Linked DNA regions of Mus musculus: region 1 is linked to region 2. A link is a contact called in public Hi-C data. All regions are on one chromosome and are shown on one strand. The core of a region is the stretch at or near the end of the contact, and the rest is flanking DNA. Distances in the headings are between cores, read along the strand shown.

Region 1 (5,412 bases), core at 2,754-5,253, 390 kb after region 2:
GGGCTGTTTTGTGACCAATTATATGGTTGGTTTTGAAGAAGGTAGCATGAGGTGCTGAGAAGATGTATTCTTTTCTTTTAGAGTGAAATTTTCTGTAGATATCTGATAAATCCATGTGTTTCATAACCTCTCTTAGTTTCACTGTCTCTGTTTAGTTTCTGTTTCAATGATTTGTCCATTGGTGAGAGTGGGGTGTTAAAATCTCCCACTATTATTGTGTGGGGTTCAATGTGAGTTTTGAGTTTTAGTAAAGTTTCTTTTATGAATTTGGGTGCTCTTGCATTTGGGACATAGATGTTCAGAATTGAGACTTTCTCTTGGTGGATTTTCCACTTGATGAATATGAAGTGGCCTTCTTCATCACGCTTGATAACTTTTGGTTGAAAGTCTGTTTTATTGGAAATAAGGATGGCAACTCCTGCTTGTTTCCTTGGACCATTTGCTTTGAAGCCATTTTCCCATCATTTTACTCTGAGATAGCGCCTGTCTTTGTTGTTGAGGTGTGTTTCTTGTATGCAGCAAAATGTTAGATTTTGTTTGCATATCAAGTCTGTTAGCTTATGTCTTTTTATAGGTGAGTTGAGTCCATTAATATTGAGAGACATTAAACATATATGACTGTTGGTTTCTGACTTGTTTGTTTTTGTAAGTGGTTTTATGTGCTGTGGCTCTCAACTTTTGACTTTGTTGTGAAATGCTTAATATCTTGTCCTTTCTTTGGTGCAGATATCTTCCTTGTGTTGAAGCTTTCCTTTCAGGATCCTCTGTAGGGCTGGCTTGGTAAATAGATACTGTATGAATTTGGTTTTTATTGGAATATTTTGTTTTCTCCATCTATGTTGATTGAGAGTTTTGCTGGGTATAGTAGCCTGGGCTGGCATTTGTGTTCTCTTAGAGTCTGCATGTCCTCTGAGCAGGCTCTTCTGTCTTTCATAGTCTCTGTTGAGAAGTCTGGTGTAATTCTGATAGGTCTACCTTTGTATGTTACTTGGCCTTTTTTTCCTTGCAGCTTTTAATATTCTTTCTTTACTCTATGCATTTAATGTTTTGATAATTATGTGACAAGATTTTCTTTTCTGGTCTCATTTATTTGGTGTTCTATCGGCTTCTTGTACCTTTATGTCCATCATTTTCTTTAGGTTGGGGAAGTTTTCTTCTGTCATTTTGTTGAAGACATTTTCAGGTCCATTGAGCAGGGAATCTTCATTCTCCTCTACTATGATTATCCTTAGATTTGGTCTTTTCATTGTATCCTGAATTTCCTGGATGTTTTGGGTTAGAAGTTTTTTTTATGTTTTGAATTTTCTTTGACAGTTGTGTCAATCTCTTCTACTGTATCTTCTACACCTTAGATTCCCTCTTCTATCTCTTGTATTCTGTTGGTAATACTTACATTTGTAATTCCTGACCTCTTTCCTAGGTTTTCCATTTCCAGGTTTGCCTCCATTTGTGTTTTCTTTGTTGTTTCTACTTCCATGTTTAGGTCTTGGATCGCTTTATTCAATTCCTTCACCTGTTTGCCTGTGTTTTCCTCTATTTCTTTCAATGAGTTATTGATAGCCTCCTTAAAGGGCTCTATTATCTTCATGAGATAGGATTTTAGTACAGATTCCCGATTTTCTGGTGTGTTGGTGTATTCAGGGCTTGCTGTGGTGGGAAAACTGGGTTCTGATGATGGCCATGTATTTTGGCTTCTGTTGCTTACGGTCTTGCACTTGCCTTTCACCATCTGGTTATCCCTGATGTTTGTTGATCTGGGTGACTGTATAGAATCTGCCTCTTTTGTCCCTGGGTTGCTTCAGGTTTCCTGGTAGGCATGTGGTCCTTACTGTATCAGACCACCTGTGGGGCCTTTCAACTGGGGGCTCTTTGCAGTGGCAGGGAAGCTGCTGATCTGTTGCCCTGGCTGCAGTAGATCTCTTGGGAGACCTTTAGACTGTTGGGTCTTCCTTGGAGCAGTCAAGCTGTTTTCCAATTGCACTGAGTGCAGCAGATCCTCAACTGCTCTGAGTGCAGAGTCTTCAACTTCTCAACTGCTCTGAGCGCAGTGTGTCCTCTGGGGTGTATCAGGATATGGAGTCTTCACAGAAGCAGACTAACTAGGAATCTGCCCCAGCAGCAAGGACCAGGTAGAAGGGATAGAAGGGATGAAAGGAGGGGAAGTGGTATTCAGGAGGACAGGGATTTTGGTGGGTGATGGGTCCTGAGTCCACCAGGCTCCCAGCCGTACCTCTGCGACTGGAGGTGGGGGTGGGTTCTTACCAAATGCTCTGAGTGCAGTGGGTCCTCTAGGATGGATTGTGATATGGAGTCTTCACGGGAGCAGACCAACTAGGGATCTGCCCAGTAGCAAGGACCATGCAGAAGTATATAATTATTATTAAAGTGAATTAAATGCTCTGGTCCCATTATTCTAATGATGGCTCCCTCCTGATGGAACGCCCCAATACAGTAGTTTTCCAGTCCATGAGGCTGAATGTCTCAGGTAGTATTCAGTGTACATCAGATACTGATGAAGTAGCCTCTATCTAATGCCCATGAAGGAATGCCTCAGCAACATGATATTTGAATTTGTCAACTAAATGAGGGCAATGGGCACAAGCTTTCTTCTTCCACATTATTTAAATAGGATTCCATAAGAAGATGTGGCCCAGATTTAGAGTAGGTTTGCCTATCTCAAATAATACAATCAAGAAGAATCCTTCACAGATGTGTCCAGCCACTTGGGCTTTTAGTTAATCCAGATGTTGTCAAACTGACAATGAAGATTCATCATTACAAATCTGTCCCTTGTCAAGCTGACATAAAACTATATCTCCTTATGTCATGCTTTATTTACGGAAACAACAATAACCAGGTCATAATTATGCCTAGCATGATATAAATATTCCACATTCAACTGCAAACACATTATATATATGACTAGGTTATAATTGATGTATCTAAAAAGAGAAACTAAGGTCAATGTAATAAAGTATGAGACTTTAAAACTATGCTTTCAATAATAAGACAAAGACTGGAGAGATGACTTAGCAGTTGAGAGCAGTTGCTGTTCCCTCAGAGGTCCTGAGTTCAATTCCCAGCAACTACATGGTGGCTCAAAACCATCTATAGTGGGATATGATGCCCTCTTCTGTCTGATGATCTCTTCTGTCAGGCAAATATATGCCTGACATATATGCAAATAGACATATATGCAAACAGAGTTTTCACATACATAAACACATCTTTAAAAATAAATAAATAAGACAAGAAGAAAGAAACCCATAAACAGCTGACTTGAACAGTAGCATAAACCAAACACTCCTAGCAGGTATATATAGAACTTTCAAATCTACAACCAAATGCATATTCTTCTCACACGAAGAGGTAATGTCTTTTAGTACTCCAAGGGAAGGAATGTAAGTTTTGATGAGATTCTGAAAAAAAAAATACACACATAAGCACATATATACATATGCAAATACACAAAGGCAGTGCATGCATATGCATACAGCCATGTGCACCCAGCACACACACACACACACACACACACACACACACACACACACACACACACACTCCTGCAGAGGTTTCTCAGTCTCAGCTTGAGATAGAATTGCCCAGGGAGCTTTGTGCAGAACCCCTGGTGCTGGGGACATACCACACCTCACCACAGAAAGCAAAACTGTTAGAGATGGTCTCCAAGTATCAGTATCTTCCAGAACCTCCACACATGAGTCAAACATTCAGAAATGCAGACACAGAGGATTTTTCAGCTGTTAGATATTAGTTTGTTTGCTCCTGACGCTTCCCCCAACATTTTCTAACACTTTATGAAATCGTTAGGATGACATTTTGTAACTGAGGCACAGAAATGCATTCATAAGATTCTTGTTTTATATTTCTTAGAAACAGACAAATCCTAGTAGCATTAATGAAATTAGAGCCAAAACATTCCTCGGTGGAAGACAAGGGCATGCCTCACACGATCAGGAAGTGGAGTCTTAGTCTAGCTGAACAGTATGCCACATGACCCTATTTTTTAACAGCAGTGCCTTTAATATGTGTGGGTGTGTGAGTGGAACGGAGCATGATGGGAGCCAATGTTATTTCAAAGCTGAGCATTGTTTTCCTGATGTAGAGATGATGCAGACTCATGGAGAGGTCAGTATCCCCTTCTGCAATAAAGATGCTGATGATAGTAAATGTGGCTCTTTAAACACTAGAGTTCACTGTAGTTGGGAATGTGGCTCAGTGGTAGAGCATTTGCCTCATGAGGACTAGGAAGTGAGTTCATCCCTGACAGAGCAAGAGCGGGAGCGGGAGGGGAGGGGAGAGGAGAGGAGAGGAGAGGAGAGGAGAGGAGAGGAGAGGAGAGGAGAGGAGAGGAGAGGAGAGGAGAGAAGAGAAGAGAAGAGAAGAGAAGAGAAGAGAAGAGAAGAGAAGAGAAGAGAAGAGAAGAGAAGAGAAGAGAAGAGAGGAGAAGAGAAGAGAAGAGAGAAGAGAGAAGAAAGAAAGAGAGAGCAGAGTGGAGGGAGGGGAGGGAGGGGAATGGAAAAGGAGGGAGAGGAGGGGGGAGAGAGACAGAGAGAGATATGAATAAATAAATGTAAAGAGCTATTTTTATCCTATTTTGGGAAGGGTTGATAGCCTACTTTTGTGGTGCAACTTAAAATAATTGTCTTGTTTGTTTGTTTGTTTTTTCTTTTTTGGTAGGAACACAGAGGGAGGGAAGGAGGGGAAGAGGAAGGGAGGGATGGTAGAATCATCAGTGTATGATACTTGGTGTAACAATACAGACAGCAACCCTGTTCAGTCTGGTTTCAATGATTTGTGTGTGTGCTGATATGTGGATGGTTCCCAGAGTGTAAACATTCTGATGTTTTCTCCCATAGTTCTTAAGAACTTCTTGTGAACTGATACCCACTGGTTTTAGCTACACCGTGGGAGCCAGATGGCACTCAGGGCCCTTCTTGGAAGTGATGCGTCACTGCAGACAGCAGCACGTGCCCAGGGGACAAAGAGTCAAGGAAGCAGCAAATGATAGAAGACGACATCATCTCTCCCAAGGACCAAGGAACTGGGTGGGATGGGTGAGAGAAATAGTTCTGGAATTTAAAAACATTCCTTGATGATTCTGGAGAAAGCAGGGAGGAGAGAGAATGTTGTAAGACCAGGCATCTGCTGCCTGAAAACGCATGCTAACTGTGCTCAAGTGACAAAGTGACTCTTGATACCTGGGGCAGAAAAAGTAATAGGAACAAGATTTTAAAAGACAGACATTTCTAAAAACAATTTATCCTGTCCGCCACTAAGCATATAACAATTACATTAATCGCTTATGTTGATAGATTTACATATGAACAATACATATTCATTAATTGAATATATAAAACAGGTCAGCTATCAGTAATTATTGTTAATGATGCA
Region 2 (6,197 bases), core at 100-2,599:
AGTGATATATGTGGGCAGTATTTTAACCTGAGATACAACACAAATCTGAACTAGCCCTAGGTCTGAGTGCCTTTTACCATAGATGACTTGTGGTGTCTCCAGGACAGAGTGGCTTGCTTACAGGGCCTCTTGCCCTCCACATTGATTGTTGTGAGTAACTTGGTGGAAACTCGTGATTGGTGGTTCTCTGCACTCTGGTGGCTGTGGGACAGCGTCACAGCCTTGCTGTTAGTATTTTGGCACACAAAGTGGCTAACCTACTGTATAACTTACTTGTTTGTATTCACATTCGCACATAAGCAACAACGGTCAATGTCATCTTTGAGCAGAAGACCGGGGAGAGCTCTGCTTTCTTCTACACATTCTTTGCCTCTGCTGATGTCTGAGCTCACTTAGAACACATCAGCTATCTGACTTACGATTTCAATGGTTGACTTTTCCATATAATTCTGCAGAATTATCTCCTGAGAAAATAATACCTTTGAGGCCAAGACTCAGCAAGCTGTCATAATATTTTCATTGTCTTACTAGGCAAAGAGTCAGCAAGCTCTCCAAGGATGGTGCTGCTGTTTCCTGGCTTCTTGGCAATACTGAAACTCATCTCTCTGGAGCAGTTATGTTTCTCTAGGTACACACTCTCTACAAACTGGACTTTATGTGACCTTTTGCATAAATAGCAGTGATATTACATCTGGGTGTGATGTGCCTATCTATAATCCCAGCACTTGAGAGTGTGAGGCAGGAGGATGGCTGTGAGTTCAAAGACACTGTGGGCTACAGACTGAGTCCTTGGTGAGCCAGGACTGTAGAGTGAGACCCCCTTCCAAGAAACCACAACAGAGGACCATAAGAGATTGCTCAGTGGTCACAACACAAGCTGCATAGGTCTAACAACCCGAGTTCATCCCCAGAACCCAAGGTGGAAGGAAGGACAGACCGGCTCTGTAAGTCTGTCCTCTGACCTCCAGATGTGGAGTGTGGGATATAGACACCTTTACACATGCAAACGTAAACTGCTAATAAATAAAGTATAGGAAAAAGAAACAAGATTGTATAAGATTATTCCACTTGTCTCCCACACCTCCGTAGGATCATGCTGAGCAACATTCTGCCAGTGGAGTGAGTTGTCCTGGAATTGCCTCAGATTTAATTGACTAAGAAAGTAAATTAAAAAAAAAAATCTGCTTTTTTGTGATACGTTTTCTGGGCAAATCCAGAGACAGGGAGATTGCCCTTAAAAGGGAGTTTTGTATGAAGGAGTTTTTTCGGGGGAGTAGGAAACTCAAAGTGTTCCTGGTGGCTGAAATGGTGATGTCACAGGACTCCTGTGAAGTCTCACAGGAAATGGTTTCGGCTGGACTTAACTCTGCTGGTTGGAGTCCGATTAGGGCGGAGAATTATGCTTGAATCTGGGGTTGGACTTTTCATCCAAGTTCTTTCTTTTTCTTTGTTTTTAAATTCACCAACTGATCCCTGTTGGTGGAGTTGCCGCTCAGGTTGCAACTGTTAAACTAAGGAAATTTGATAATTGACACTATGTTTAGAATACAAACGCCCCACATCTGCCAGCATCTGCCTGTGTGTATGCGCAGACGAAGACTGGGTCAGTGATGTCAGTGGAGTGTCTTTCTCAGTTGCTGTCTACTTTATTATCAGAGGCAGGGTTTCTTCCAAAACTAGAGCTCTCTTTAACTAGGCTGTTTGGCCAATGAGCTCCATGCATTTGCCTGTCTCTGCCTCCCCACTGCTTGAATTACATGTCTACTCTGCCATACCAAGACTTTTGTAGGTGCTGGAGACCCAAGCTCAGGCCATCATGTTGGCCCAACAAGTATTTTACACAGTGAATCATCTCCATTGTCCTTAGCTTCTTAAGGAACACTTAGAGAAAATACCTTTGGCTTTTGACACCTTCACTGTTGTGGTGTGTTGTGGATAGTCCTGGTGCTGTTTGTATTTTGATGCTAATTCTGCTTCCCCAGGAGGGGCTGCGGATGATGGTTGTATCACCAGTGACTTCTTGTAAACCTGCTCCCCACCTGGTAAAATAAAGGCTAGGGCCGGTGACTGGGCAGTGGAAGGGAAGGTGGAGCTGAAAAGTTTGGTGGAGAAGGAGGAGAGGAGAGAGAGAGAGGACAAGGAGGAGAGAGAAGGAAGGAAAACGGAGGAAGAGGAAGATGCTCTAGATTCAGTGTGGCGTTAAATAGCCACAGGTAGCCATGAATATATCATAAAAGGATAGAATAATTGGGATAACTTGTCTAATCTAGGTGGGCAGCTTGTATCATTATCAGTTGGCTCTGAAATTGCTGTGTGGGCATCTTGTGAATTGAGAATTTACTGATATATAAATCTGACTGACTAATTCTAAGCTTCTAGAGTTTTGATTTACTGGGCTAAGGGGATTTGTGACAACTAGCCGCAGGGGGTGGATGGCTGAGAAGGTACAGGCAGCTCTGAGGCAGATAAACCAGAGCTGGGAAGACTGCATCATGGCTAGGCTAGAGGTGGAGAGACATGGGCAGAGTAGCTGGGTATAGTGTGGGATGGTGCATTTTAAAATATTTCCTGCAACAGTAGTGTGAAGAACAAATACATCTTTAGAGTAATGTTTTGTGTGTTTTTAGCATTTAGACAAGAGACTTTTTCCACTTAAACTGGACGTCAAGTGACTGAAATCTTCAAAGTCTTCATCAAAACGGTATAGACTCAAATTTTGGAAGTTACTAGAAATTTCACAATGAGAAGATGCTATTAGAGCACCTAGCCAGAAGGTGGCGATCTTACCTTTGTGCTCATAGAAAACAGTGTGTCCGTGACGAGTTCGCAAGGGTTCAGAAACCTCTGAGGACTGTATTTCCCTATTTGTATTCAGATACAGTTTTATAGCAAAACAACATGTTTTTTTTTTCTCTTAGTGAGAACGTGGATAAATGGACAGAACCATTCTATAGACAATTTCTTCAATGATGTGTTCATATGTGAAATGGTTACGATCCGTATGGATGAGAAAATGCTCTCCTAGCAAATGTGAATTCTAAATCGTATCAGTCTTTTCTCCTTCGTTTATGATCTGTGCGTCTTAACCTGATAAACGCAGCTGCGCGGACAATAGAACAGAAACAATGTCCCTTCCTTTCTTTGTTCTTAGAGATTCACCATTATCTCAGAATCAAAATCTGGAACCTTCGTGATCTGGCTGAAGTCAGGAAGTTTCAGGCAAGGAAATCAAGGAAGATCTTCGGGCTTTAAACCACGGTCGAAGCTGATATCTAACCTGCAATCACTGAAAAGTAGACAATACAATCCACCCTCTTCAGCAGGAAGCAGTTACACCCTTCTAAGCCCCATGACCCTTCTGTCATTCTTGCCGCTGACCTGGAAGGTGAGAAAGCTTTGACTTCTGTAGAGACATCATAATGTTTTGTCTATTTTTGGTTTACTTCATAAGCTCTATATACAAAAAAGCTAATTGGTCTAGCAATGACTCACGGTGCCCAAATTAGGCAAAAAGTTGTAATAAAGATATTTTCTCTTAGAAATTGGTCATTGAAGGAGGGGTATGTACAACTTTAATTTGATTTAATTTAATCAAAACGAACATACATTGCAGGTGTAAAATGTCAAAGTGCTGAGCTAGCTAAGTAAAACTGGGTTTCCATGTTGTCAGCTCTTTTGCTCTAGACATTGTGTGGTCAGGGAACTCGGAGAAGAATGGGGGTGGGGGAGGGGCTAGAACAGGATGTCACCACAGAGAATACGGGAACTAGAATAGGATGTCTATTTAGCTTAAAGCAAGGGGATTATAAGAAGCCCTTTTGGCTACAGTCAAAGAATTGCAAGGTTTTCGGTATGGCAGGTGAAAACAAAGGCGTCTAATTTCTTCACTGTTAAGATCAAATGGAAGGGATGCTTGCATTTGCCTGGTTAGCAGAGTATTCAAAATCAAGCCGTTTCTATCAGGACAACTTCTTTGCCTCTCTCAGAGGGAAGGAAATGAACCAGAACTGGAAAAGAGCCTCTGTTCTCCCTTCCAGTTGATGCCGAGAAGAGACTGGTGCTTAAGTTCGTGAGGTCCAAGTGAAGATGCCTCCTCCACCCCACTCCGGCCACCCCCACCCCTGTTTCCATTCTCTTCCTCTATAGGGCGCTGACCCAATTCCCCAGGCTGTGTAGGGACCCAGCCATTGTCACAGAAGCTCTGCTGTTTTTTAGGTGCTGCAGCTGTCTTCTCTAGCCCTCTATCATGTTCTTGAGATCACAGCCCCTAACTTCTAACCTCAGAAGCCTAGCTATCCTTACGGTCCAGTGTAGCATAACCCGATGTCTGTCTGCTTTTGTAGCCCATAACAGAGAGAGAGAGAGAGAGAGGGAGAGAGAGAGAGAGAGAGAGAGAGAGAGAGAGAGAGAGAGAGAGAGAGCCCTGCAGAGGCTGACCATGGGAGGGGGTGTGGGAGAGGGGCAGAGACAACGTGCGTTTCTCTATAAGGGCCTCGGGTGAATTTTATGTGATATTGATGTGTCCTTGAATTGCATATTTTGTGGATTTGCAGAGCCAACTGCAGAGGCTGGAGCTCCATAGAGTCATAGGAACTTCCTGTCCCCGCCCCGAACCTCGTTGGCTCCTTCCTGTTGGGGGAGCTATAGAGCACACTCAAGCTACCCCCACCCCAGTTCCCCTGTCTGTGGACCTGTGCCAGAGCGACAGAGGCTTCTGAAGAGAGATTTTTATACACTTATCCTAAAATCTCATTTTACCTTGGCTTCAAAGGGTCGGATTGCTGGAGAGATGGCTCAGAGGTTAAGAGCACTGACTGCTCTTCCAGAGGTCTTGAGTTCAAATCCCAGCAACCACATGGTGGTTCACAGCCATCTGTAATGGGATCTGATGCCCTCTTTTGGTGTGTCTGAAGAAATGTACACATACGCCTAAAACAAAGGGTCAGATAAATGGGTCTTAAACAAACAAACGAAAAGAAGGCTACTCTTCTCTTAGGGATTTCAGAACTCAGAAGGATGTCTTGAAAAAGAGGCGAGAAACCTTTTGTTCTTGTGGATAAGAGGGTTAGGACTCATGCTAAATTGTAACTTCTCCCCAACGGGTCTGTTCTGTGAAACTCCCCCTTGAATCACACGTTTAGGATGATAGTGGAAGAGACCATAGAAGATTGAGGTCCACGGGCTGCCACTTCTAGCTGTTTATGGTAACTGGGTCTCCGAGCCCCTGCTGGGTGGAAAATAGGCTGCATTTAAGTGGGAATTGAGACGACAGCACGTGTGGGAATCACGTGCCTTTTCCCGCAGGAGTGGGCCTTTCCTACAGCGTCGAGTGCTTACTGCTGCTCAATGTTGTATTACAAACTTGATTTCTTATGTCCTCAGAACTCCTCAGCTTCCTATGAAATAGAATTTCTACTTACTGCCTGCTTACTCCTGCGGGATGCTAGAGAAGTCCCTGGGTTAATTTATGCTTAAGTGCTTTGTTCAAGTCAATAATAATCCTAATGGGGGCTATTAAGACGTCGCCCAGACAACGGACTGACTGTCCCCCTCCCCACCCCCATTTCCTGCTAGAGGATTTTTTCCCCCACGTCTCCCTTGGAGTAGGATTTGTGATAGATGATATATGTAAATGAGCAATCAGTTCCGCTGAAGAGACTGTGAGGCAGAGGAAAACACCCCTGGTCTGCTCACTTGAGCTCTCTCTCCAACGTGGTGCTCAGGCTGCTGAGTGTCGTATGGCTGTATGGCGCTTGTGCTGGTCTTTGTCTTCAGCCCTGCTAGGTTCACAGCACGCCGCAGGAGCTCATTGGACAGACCAGCACTGTACTGTGGGTATCTTGTCACTGGGGGGCTGCGGTGGGAGTGTGGATCATGAAGGAAACAAACAGTTAGCAGTTCGGTCACATTGACCAGTGTACGAATACCTAAGAGCCACATGCAAATAGATCATTGTATAATTTATTTTTAAAAATGACTTCAAAGATTTGTAGGATTTTTTTTTTTTTTTTTTTACTTTAGCTGTGTGTGTGCATGTGTGCACGCACGTGTGTGTTGTGTGTGTAGAATATATTTTGGGGTTCATAATCGGGATTCATTTCCTTAACTTCAATATACACTGATAGCCAGTGCCACCAATACTTTTGTTCGTTTGCGAGTGACTAAATAGTGTTACAGCATGCAGCCATTTTGCTCTC

The links. A called contact is a pair of places that touch in the nucleus more often than the background predicts.
Region 1: a contact with region 2 is called in a Hi-C map of uterus, with 2.5 times the contacts expected there. The contact joins two enhancer-like sites. A contact is called at or near these places in 8 of 484 Hi-C or Micro-C datasets (adipose-derived mesenchymal stem cells, cerebellum, embryonic fibroblasts and 3 more), 1 of 115 datasets of contacts at active chromatin or transcription factors (trophoblast stem cells) and 1 of 9 other capture datasets (embryonic stem cells).

Annotation. Positions count from the first base shown.
Region 1 is chr6:141,155,593-141,161,004 of GRCm38.p6, forward strand. No RefSeq gene overlaps it. Among named protein-coding and RNA genes, the nearest start is that of Pde3a, 91 kb to the right of the region's middle. Within about 2 kb of position 4,004, at least 10 of the 459 cell types and tissues checked have an H3K27ac peak or open chromatin away from gene starts, as enhancers often do. A contact at or near this core is called in uterus, where this site is marked.
Region 2 is chr6:140,763,747-140,769,943 of GRCm38.p6, forward strand. Gm30215 (a long non-coding RNA gene) reads left to right here. Exons shown (of 10, transcript XR_003956541.1): 5 at 3,152-3,385. Among named protein-coding and RNA genes, the nearest start is that of Gm30215, 87 kb to the left of the region's middle. Within about 2 kb of position 1,350, at least 9 of the 459 cell types and tissues checked have an H3K27ac peak or open chromatin away from gene starts, as enhancers often do. A contact at or near this core is called in uterus, where this site is marked.